Regions from separate parts of the Mus musculus genome. Here regions 2 and 3 are each linked to region 1. Evidence: chromatin contacts called from public Hi-C and Micro-C data. All regions are on one chromosome and are shown on one strand. The core of a region is the stretch at or near the end of the contact, and the rest is flanking DNA. Distances in the headings are between cores, read along the strand shown. Region 1 holds the start of Rassf3 (Ras association (RalGDS/AF-6) domain family member 3). Region 2 holds the start of Bloc1s1 (biogenesis of lysosomal organelles complex-1, subunit 1). Region 3 holds the start of Cdk4 (cyclin-dependent kinase 4).

What was found. A called contact is a pair of places that touch in the nucleus more often than the background predicts.
Region 2: a Hi-C map of B cells shows a contact between it and region 1, with 5 read pairs. The contact joins the promoter of Bloc1s1 here to the promoter of Rassf3 in region 1.
Region 3: a Micro-C map of embryonic stem cells shows a contact between it and region 1, with 8 times the contacts expected there. The contact joins the promoter of Cdk4 here to the promoter of Rassf3 in region 1. A contact is called at or near these places in 2 of 484 Hi-C or Micro-C datasets (B cells and embryonic stem cells).

Annotation. Positions count from the first base shown.
Region 1 is chr10:121,474,332-121,477,854 of GRCm38.p6, reverse strand. It overlaps Rassf3 (Ras association (RalGDS/AF-6) domain family member 3), which reads left to right and starts at 1,605. Exons shown (of 5, transcript NM_138956.3): 1 at 1,605-1,852. The coding sequence starts at 1,745.
Region 2 is chr10:128,921,769-128,925,291 of GRCm38.p6, reverse strand. It overlaps Bloc1s1 (biogenesis of lysosomal organelles complex-1, subunit 1), which reads left to right and starts at 1,768. Exons shown (of 4, transcript NM_015740.3): 1 at 1,768-1,917; 2 at 2,566-2,638. The coding sequence starts at 1,857.
Region 3 is chr10:127,061,683-127,065,205 of GRCm38.p6, reverse strand. Cdk4 (cyclin-dependent kinase 4) reads right to left here and starts at 1,671. Exons shown (of 8, transcript NM_009870.4): 1 at 1,447-1,671; 2 at 753-986; 3 at 486-621; 4 at 204-371; 5 at 1-51. The coding sequence starts at 970.

The DNA of each region.
Region 1 (3,523 bases), core at 356-2,855:
GTACACAAGGAACCTGTAAAGTAAGGCTTTCCGGCTAAAGGAAGAGTAAAGCCAGACTCTGCTTTCTAGTCATCCATAGTCGAGTGGTGCCTGGGAAGAAGTCTTTCAAGTAAGGGCTTTAAAATAGGCTGTGACTCTAAGGCCCCTCTGGGGGTGAGTTCCCTGGAGTGAAAGGCCAGTTTGCATGCTGAACACGTGAATAAATCTGCAGGAAGGCAGATAAGTCAGCCTTCTTTCTGCCCGAGGGAGGAAGGAACTACACAGGAGCCATTTCTTTCCCTTGTCCCAGACTTCTCTCCGGTCTGGCTTTCCCCCCTTCTCGTTCTCAAGTGACGATTAGGCACTCAGTCCTGATTCCAGGAAGGGTACACAAAAACGCCACAGAAGCAGCGGGTCTCAGCCTGAAGGCGACTGCTACCTTTATGTTTTAGTCACAGCACTGGGGGAGTAGAGGAGAAAAGGGCTTAGCCATAAGCAATGACGAGTTTCTCTTTTAAAAAACTCCTTAAAAAACAAAACAAAAATTCTGCTACGGCCTGCATATCATAGCAGCCTTAAAGCTTCAAACCCTCTTTCCCATCAAGGTCTCTTGCAAGCAAGTTAGTAGGACTCAAGTCAACTCCATCACGCCAAGGGGAAAACGACCCCCCAGGTCACCCTAAGCAAAAAAAAAAAAAAAAAAAAAAAGTCGCATTTTAAAAATTTAGCAGATTCCCGAAGGGAAACCTTGTTTTTTGTTGTGTGGGTGAGAACGGAGTGGTCTAATCTACTTGCTCCCCCATGGGGTGACCATGTAAGGTTGCTTGTGGGAGGCGACATTTCCAAAGTGCATTTAAATTAAAAGTACTGGATTGTTCGGTGATTATGAAATTTGTCCCCCAAATTCTCAACTGCTTTAGCCATCCACATTTGGGACACGCCTTCGCCACAGGGAGGCGGGAAAGCTTTACCACCGAAGTTCAAAAGAACCAGAGAGGATGTTTTCTTTCAAATAAGCACAACCCAGTCGCTCTTACCCCACCCACCTCTGCTAACTTATAACGGTTTGGGAGGGGCCAGCCGCACGCGTGGCTCGACCCCCTCGACCCAGACCGTTTCCACCAAGGCCGAGCCCGAAGGAGAGTGGGAAAAGTTCTCCATTATATTGCCGCCCTCTCCAAAACTTCGGCTCCAGTGACGGGAAATCACTGAGGAGTTTGCAGATTCCGGGAGGTTGGGGAAGCCCTCGGGAGAACTGTTCCAGCAGGGGCGGTGCTCGAACCCACCTTCCTCCAACAGTCCACCGGTGCTAGGACGGAGGGGCGTGGCTGAGGGCCGCGGGCGGGGCCCCACCTGCGCGCGCGGAGCTGGGCAGGACGCAGCAGCGGAGGCCCGTGGGGCGGGGCCTGGGCGGGGCCTTGGTAGCAGGGGCGTGGCGTGTGCTGGGTCCTTGACGGGCTGGGGGCGGGGTCTTGGCTGGGCGGGGTCTGGTTTGAGGTGGGTGGGGCCTTGCCAGGCGTGGGGGGCTGGGTCCAGGAGGGGGCGGGGTCGTGGCGCACCAGAGCCGGGAGGCGCCCGGAGAGGGCGGCTGATCCTGCGGGAGGGGACCAGACGGCGGCTTGAGCGGCGGCTGCAGCTGCAGCAGGACGGCTTGCCGGCGGCTCGGGGCCGCGCGCCGGGAACCTCACGGGGCGGGCGGGCGCCGCACCCCGGCCTGGCCGCCTGCGCCCCGGGGAGGCCCCCTGCGCGCAACCGGACCAGCAGCATGAGCAGCGGCTACAGCAGCCTCGAGGAGGACGAGGACTTTTTCTTCACCGCCAGGACCTCCTTCTTCAGGAGAGCGCCTCCGGGCAAGTCCCGTTCGGGTCAGCCGGTGAGTGGCGTGCTCGGGGGTCTTGGCTCCACGTGTCTGCGCCCGCGCTGGGCGATGCTCGCCCGAGGGCTGCGGGGCTCTGAGAGTGGCCTTTGCCCTTTCGGCGCCTGAAAGGTGCTGGGAGCCTGTGCAGTGGGCGTGGGCCGCCCGAGGCGAAGGAAGGAGGTGGAAGGGCGCGGAGCCAGATGGCCTGGGCCTCTCTGCTTGGGGGACGCCGGCTGCGGGAGCAGCTCCAAAGAGCCGGGAGGTCCCCGGGCCACTCGGGATGGCTCCCCCGACAGCCCTTCGGGGCGACGGCCGGGTCACCGCGCCGTCCTGGCTGCAGTTTGCTTCTAGCTGCAGTTTGCTCGATGGCCCTGAGTGGCTTGAGGGCACGCAATAGCCCAAAGTGACCGAGCAGCCCCGGTGCGGGCAAGCTGCAGGGTAAAGGGACCGGGCGATCGTCGGTGCTCACTAAAGTCTGGGTCTCATCAGGTCCGGTTTGCGGGTCCTGCGGACGTCCTGGGTAGACTTAGCTCCAGAGGGCTGAGCCTTACGCCGATTTCTTCCTTTTTTGGAGGAAGGGTGCCGTGGGAAGCGTGGCTTGGGAAAAGACAGTACGGGAAGTTGTGCCAGTTTCACAGATCGGGACAGGGATTATTATTATTTTTTTTTAGGGGCGTCTTCCAAATGGGGCACTTTGGCCGGACTTGTAAGGTCGGCGCTTAACCGGTGGCCTTCTGGCCCTGGAAGCCGCACCAGGGAGCCTGGCCAGCTCGGCCACGCTCTCGTCAGATATAGGAGCTTTAACGGAACAAACTTGTTGCTCCTAAAAACACCACAGACGCACACCAGAGGTTTCTGTCAACTCTGGAGATGAAAAACAAGAGAAACTAATCGTTCAGAGGCCCAGTGATGGGGATTTTGGTGGAGAGAAATCTCTGCCCAGACTGCCCTTGCCAACCCTTTTAAGTTTAACAGGCCGTTGTTTTCTAAAGTAAAACTCCTTTATCAGATTTGGAAGTTCTAGGCTTTTTGGTCTATTAGATTTCCAAACTAAGAGGAGGAGGAGGGTGAAAGGCTAGGATGAGGTCATTATTGCTAACAACTAGTCCCCTAGTGAAGGGCTAGCTAGGGTGGGTGGTAGCATGCCTTTATCCTCAGACTTCAGGTTGCTCCGTTTACTAGGGTGACCTTTTATTTTCAGTAGAATGTGCTAATGGGGGAATTTGGAAGTCAGAGATTACCCACGACTCCCACTCCCACACTGCCTGGCCTACCTCCTGTGGGGCAGACAAGAAATGGCCTTTTCCCCCTTTCTCATCTAGTTTTTCCCTCATTGGGGTTCTTCACCACTTTACATATTCCCCTCCCGTTTGCCTTGTAAAGAGCTTGAGCCAGTTTGACTTGTATTCCAGAAGTGCCTGGTAATTTCCAGAAAACCAGGGGGTTCTTGAATTCTACCGGTGTGGGAGTCCCCTCCACGGGGGTCCAGCCAGAATGCTGTGGTTGGAAGTCAAGAATCTTGTTCCTGCTTTTTAGTAGTTGAAGCGGCAGCTGGGGATGTAGCTAGTAGCTTGCCTAGTACTTACTGCATAATATGGGGTTGTAGTTCACAGTAGTGTGTCTGTCTGTCTGTCTGCCTGTCTGTGTGCAGGCAGGAAGATCAGCAATTCAAGGTCATTATCCAGA
Region 2 (3,523 bases), core at 519-3,018, 7.4 Mb before region 1:
TTTGCCAGGCACTGCATAGCCTCACAAGAGACAGCTATATCAGGGTCCTGTCAGCAAAATCTTGCTGGCATATGCTATAGTGTCTGGGTTTGGTGGCTGATTATGGGATGGATCCCTGGGTGGGGCAGTCTCTGGATGGTCCATCCTTTCATCTCAGCACCAAACTTTGTCTCTGTAATTCCTTCCATGGTTATTTTGTTCGCTATTCTAAAGAAGAATATTCTAATTTGTTCTGCATCCATTTGCCCTGCTACTGGATCCAAGCTATCAACTTCATCTGCGCCATAACTCAGAAAATGGGTAGCTGGGTAGATGACAAAGCTGTAAACAGTCTCAGACATGAATTAGCCCCACGTCCCTCAGCTTTGGAAGCACTCTGGAATCACCTGATACAGAGATGATAGATAGCTAGATAGCTAGCTAGCTACATACATACATACATACATACATACATACATACATAGATCAATCCTTCAGAAAGTCTATTTAATAAATAAATTTGGGATCAAGTTTCTTTTTAATTGGGAGTAGGAGACAGGGTCTTGCTATGTAGCCCAAGCTAATCTAGAACTCCCCATTCTTCCACCTCAGCCCCCTGACAGGTTTGCATCAGTATACCATACATGACAGTATTATTTACAAACTCTTCAATGCGGTTCTACTCTTTAGCCAGAGCTAAACATTAGTCTAATCACCTTAGTTTATTAACAATCAAACTAAAGCTCAGAATGGGTAAGAAAATTGACCAAAGTTTGGCCAGCATGTCTCCACATTCGTTTTTTTGTGGTCTGTGTGTTTCTGCTTTGAGACAAGGTCTCTCTACATATTGCTAGCTGCCCCAAAGTTTGTTCTGTAGACCAGGATGGCCTCAAATACACAGACATCCTCCTGCTTCTGCCTCAGGCCTGCTAGAATCAAAGTTGTGGGACACATGGTATGTCTGCACACTTGTAATGCACCCCTTAGCTCCGGTTACTTGTAGCGCTGGTGGATTCCTGGCCACCATGAAAAGCACAAGGAGCCTAGGGGACAGAGAGAGAGAGAGAGAGAGAGAGAGAGAGAGAGAAACAACAGCAATAAATTGATGGTGTTTATAATTTTTCTAGTTGGAATTAGTCCTGGAAGCATTCCTCCTTAGTCGGAGAAGCACTGTATAATTTACCTTTCACTTTGGCAGTAGCACTTACGCTTCTGCCACGACTAAAATGGGTTCGCATTCCCTGACCACAAAAGGACAGAGATAGATCTGCGCATTCACCACTCACTGCCCGCAACATTAGCAAAGCTCCCTAGAAGGCTGCTTGAGGTGCCTAAAATGCTGCTCTACAGTGATCACCCAGAGCTGAGAGAACCTCGGTGGAGAGGTGAGAAGACAAGAGGGCTGGGAAATAAGAGAAAGCATTCTCTTCTAGGGAGAGGAAGCTGGGAATCCACTGAGAATCGGCCGGCATTGCCAGGAGGTAAGGTGAGGGAAGGAGAAGAATTTCAATGAGTTCAGAGAGCTTCTGCTACCCTAGTAACAGAAGTGTAGTGGACAGCATCAGGACACCAATCCTCTCAAAACCCGACAGCCAGAGCATGTGAAAACTGACTCTTCAGCATGACTAAATGCGAAAAGTGTTCCTGACTCCAGAAACTGAGCCTCATTAGCGAACAGCTCACCCACCAAGCAACCAACCCTCCACTTCGCTCCTTTAGCTCCTCAATACCAACCACCAGATGCCAAAAGCAGAGGGAGGCTCTTGCGTCACGTGATACTGCGATCACGTGACGCCTTCCGGGTGAGCCAAGGCATAGTCCAGTTCCTGCAGCCTTAGGGAGGGGTCCGCCGTGCCCACACCCAGCCAGACTCGACCATGCTGTCCCGCCTGCTCAAAGAACACCAAGCCAAGCAGAACGAACGCAAGGAGCTGCAGGGTGAGCTCAGCGTCCGGTCGGTCGGCAGCTCCCGGCCGCGGCCTAGCTTCTTCCAGAGGCCTGGACCTCGGGTAACCTCCCAGATCAAGGAGAGGGCGCCGGCTAGCGGGCGACCCGAGTGCCGGGCAGGGAATTGGGGGCGGCACTTCTGGAAACTCCGTCCCCTTGCCAACCAGCCCTGGTCCCCTTGGCACCACTCGGGTCCCTGCGCCACCTCCCTCAATCCCGCCCAGGCGGCGCCTGAGTCCCGCCCCTGGAGCGCGAAACGCGTTGCCAATTGGCCCAGCCAGCTTCTCACCCCGGAAGTGGGAGGAATTGGGGACTGCCCAGTCTGCCACACAGCTAAGGCACAACTTTCCCCAGGCCTAGACTGGGAATCCTGGAGTTGCCAATCCATTGCCCAAAGTAGTGGAAAAAGGATGTCTAGGAAGAGTCCTGGGCGTACCTGATGGAGTGTCCATTCCCTTCTCAGGGCCCCAGTTTCTTTGCCTCCAAAATAAAGGGGTTTGTTTTGTTTATGTATGGAAGGTTCTTTTTAAGAGGTCTGGCATTAGTTGGCAGTTTCTAGAACAGTAATAAGTGCGTGAGGACCCATTAGCACCATCTTTCAAATACGAAGTCTGCTCCAACCCCTTTCCCCTTCCCCAGAGAAGAGGAGGAGAGAAGCTATCGCTGCAGCGACCTGCCTGACCGAAGCGTTGGTGGATCACCTCAACGTGGGGTATGAACCTCTTCCCTCAACTCCGGTTTCCTCCATCCACCCTGGTTACACAGCATCTGGGCCAGCTTTCAGAAGGACCCGGTGCTCCAGTAACTCCTCTGATCTGTCCCCTCCCCCTAATGTAACTTTGTGGAGACTTGAGTCAGCTTTCACTCTCTAACGCTGATGGGGGCGACAGCTGCAGTGGTTGGGAAAACAGAATTCCCCTCCCCACACTAACTTCCCTGGCACAACTTGATGCCATCTGGCCAACTCGACTAACCCTTATATGTCCAGCTGTCACTTGGGTGGGAGGGAAGGACAACCTCTTCCACCACGTACCCTCTTTCCTTCCTCACCTCCTACTCTCTGGAAAGCCTGCGAAACAAATGGCAGGAACAGGATGGCACAGCTGGTAGAAGTAAGGAAGAGCCTAAGCCAAGAGCTGTGACAAAACCAGGCTGTCTCTTCCTTTCCTTCTGGGTCTCCAGGGACCCTTCCCCCAACCTTAACCCTCAATGAGAAGACCAGTGGTATCCAAAGACTTGGAAAGATTCCCTGGCCCTGCATGACTCATAAGAGTGCAGAGATGGTGATCTGATTGTCTATGGGAAGAAAGGAGGCACATACTATGCCTTCCGCCCAGGGCGAGTGACAGGCTTGGTTGCAAATCCAGAGACTGATTCATCCAAGGGAGTCATGCAGGGTTAGGGTCATCAACCATTACTCATCTTGAGGGGAGATTAGGGGGAAGAATGGCTGTGGTTGGGGGCTCTGGTCTCCTTTGTCTCCAGACAGCTCTCTCCTCCTCTTCTCTGGTGTTCCCACACTGGCACATCCTTTGCTACATTTGTGACGCTGGCCAGACTTCTTTCTGTTTACTTGCTAGACGCCACCCCACATTCG
Region 3 (3,523 bases), core at 422-2,921, 5.6 Mb before region 1:
GTATGTAGACTGCAGAAGAACTTCAGGAGCTCGGTACCAGAGCGTAACCACCTGAAGAGAATAGTAGAAATGAGTGAGTGTCGACCTCACGAACCAGACCTGCCTGGCTCTGAAAACTTCATGTACAAGACTCCTCAGTTGCTATGGGAAACCACCAAGAGCTACCCCTATCACAACCTAGTCGGCTAACGCCTTTTACTGACCACAGGCGTGAGGGCCATCTGGTAGCTGTAGATTCTAGCTAGGCCAAAGTCAGCCAGCTTGACGGTCCCATTACTTGTCACTAGAATGTTCTCTGGCTTCAGGTCCCGGTGAACAATGCAGTTTGCATGAAGAAAATCCAGGCCGCTTAGAAACTGACGCATTAGATCCTGTTTTTCAAGAAGAAAGCACAGAACACCGGAAACTATGTATCACTTCAAAATCCCAACAACTTCTATTGCAAAGATCGGTCCACCCTCGCCCCCAGCCCCACCCCTACTCACCTTAATGGTCTCAACCGGCAGGCCCGGTGGAGGTGCTTTGTCCAGGTATGTCCTCAGGTCCTGGTCTATATGCTCAAACACTAGGGTGACCTTGATGTCCCGATCAGTTCGGGAAGTAGCACAGACATCCATCAGCCTGAGAAGAACAAATGATCACCAGCTAGTCGTCCCCTTTGTCTCAACGTGGCCTCTGGCGTTCTAGGGTCCCACTCCTGCCTTACGGGTCCTATTGTCCTCTCCGCCCCACTCCCAATCCAACCTTCTCACCGTACAACATTGGGATGTTCAAAGGCCTCCAGCCTCCTTAACAAGGCCACCTCACGAACTGTGCTGACGGGAAGGCCCCCTCCAGCTGCTCCTCCATTAGGAACTCTCACACTCTTGAGGGCCACAAAGTGGCCACTGTGGGGATCTCGGGCTTTGTACACCGTCCCATAGGCACCGACACCAATTTCAGCCACGGGTTCATATCGAGTGGCAGCCATTCTCGAAGCAGGGGATCTACAATCACAGAGGCTTCTAATACCAAACTCACTCTCACGGTTAGGAGGGGGATGACCCGGCGGTAACAAAGGAACTCCTGCACAAGACCTCGCCAACGCGATCAGCAACATCCCACCCCTCCACACTTCCAGGGCCCGCGCCTTAGGTAACACAAAGACTCCCATCAAACCCTCCTCCTCCGGCCACGTTTTGTCCCGGAGGAAGAAAAAGAATGCTTTCTTTCCTTTCGGAGGACATCGCACTAGGCACAAAGAGGATCACACAGTGCACAGGGTTTGCACCGAAGATTCTGCACTTCACTCTCCAAAATCACACCCTTGCCCGCGACCACAAAGGCCCCACTTCCCGCCATTGGGCCACCTTCCATAATCAGCCAGCGACGCGCACGCGTGGGGAGCTGGAGGGTGCTGGTGGTGGCGGGGACTGGTCCCCCGATCCTGGATGAGACTGCACTCACCTTACGCTCGGCTAAGAGCTCTGGAGGTGGCCCTTTATCTGGGCCCGGGAGCCGGTTCCTGCGGCGCCATACACCGGGGATCGGTCCCGGGCAGCTGGACGCTTCGGGCCAGACCATAGACACAGGCCGCGAGCTAGAGAGGCCCCCTCACCCCCACCCTCACCATGTGACCAGCTGCCAGAGAGGCGCGCGGAAACCCGGGGGGCGGGGCGGGCGCCGGACGTTCTGGACACGTGATCTTCACCCTTGCGCAGTGGGCAACCCGGGCTGCTTTGATGGGAGGGGTGTGGTGGGGAAGGGGGCGGGGCCCTGACGGCCACGTGACCTGTTGCTATCCCACGTGACCCCTTGACTTTGCGCTGGGAAGCAGAGGTGTGGTTACGCTGTGTGGCACGTGACTGGCTGCCATACCCTGACTGCCGAGGGGGTGTGTGGGGGCGAGAGAGGGTGGAGCACAAGGCGGTGTCATGGCAACCGGGCCAACCAGCTCTCAACTCTGGGCTCAAGGCCGAGCCAGAGCGCATCTTCAGTCTCACTATGGGTCTCTGAGTGGGCGGGAGGTCGAGGTGTTAGTGGGAGATCCTGGTGCCAGAAATGGTGCTGTAACATTTCCACTCCACCGCCATGGGGAAACATTCGTATTTGTGTCTTTCTTTTACTCATTCATTCAACACAATTTTACTAAGTGCTTCCTTCCAGTTGGTATGCGATGTTTTTGTTTTGGTGTCTCAGTCACTCGCCCTTTGAAGTGATGATAAAGATAACTAGTATAGGTAATTGTGGTCTTATAAAACAGGGAATAAATAATTTCTATCTGAGGAGGAAACTAGGATTAAAAGATGGACAGAAGGAAATATAATAAGCCACTGTATGGGTATGGGGGGGCAGCAATTTAATGCCCTCCCTCTTCCCAACCTGTAAACCTCCCCAGGAATATTAAAAGCAGCAAGAAGTGATTGAAAATAGGGGTTCTTGATTTTACAAGAGTCTTTACACTAAGATTGCTACATATATATGTGATTGCATAAACAGATGACAGGGTAAGCATGTCCAGGGTCAGTCACCACCACATTGCTGGAAGATGACGTGTCCTTTTGCAAACCTGCAACTCCTCGTTGGGGTCATGTTCCTATTTTTTCCCCAGTCCAGCTTAGAACATATTCTTGATCTGATCAGCGTTTCCTAAATGGTCTGCCTACAGAAATCTAGTTAGACAGAGGTAGATCTGTGTGACGATTTCGTCTGCTCCAACTCCTTTATTGTCTCCCACCTCTTAGGGATATGGGATGAAGGACCATGTTCCCATTTGTGAAAAATTGCCTAAAATCTAGAGCTATTTTAAATTGATTTGGGGTGGGGGTGCTGGGGATTGGAGTTAGTGTTTTTTTGTTTGTTTGTTTGGTTGGTTTTTTGGATTTTCGAGACAGGGTTTCTCTGTGTAGCCCTGGCTGTCCTGGAACTCACTCTGTAGACTAGGCTGGCCTCGAACTTGGAAATCTGCCTGCCTCTGCCTCCTGAGTGCTGGGATTAAAGGCGTGTGCCACCACACCCGGCTTGGAGTTAGTGTTTTTATATGCAGTAAGCATGGGTTCAGTCACTGAGCTATATTCCTGAACCCTAAATTCTAAAATCATATTTGAGACACTAGAGTTGAGGCTGGTCTCAAATTAATTGCAATTTTTGTGCTAAAGCCCCTAAATGCTGTTTTTATAGGCATGAGCAACGATTTTGGCTCTGATTTATTTTATTGTGGATATTTGTTTTGTTTTAATGGAACAAGGTCTCATATAGCCCAGGTTGGTCTTGAAATGGACACGTAGCTAGCCTCAAATACTTGATCCTCCTGCTCCATCTCCCAAGAACTAAGGTTAAAGGTATGCACCACTTTTTTTTTCTTTTCTTTCTCTCTTTTCCTTTCTCTGTCTTTTCTTTCTTTGAGACTGGATCTTTCTTGCCAGGTAGCCCAGGCTGGCCTCAGACTCTGCAATGTCCACATGCTTGGGTTCTAGACCTGAGCCACCACACCCAGGCTAAAACTATTTTATTACCTGTTTTGCTGTGTATTCCATTCTAACTT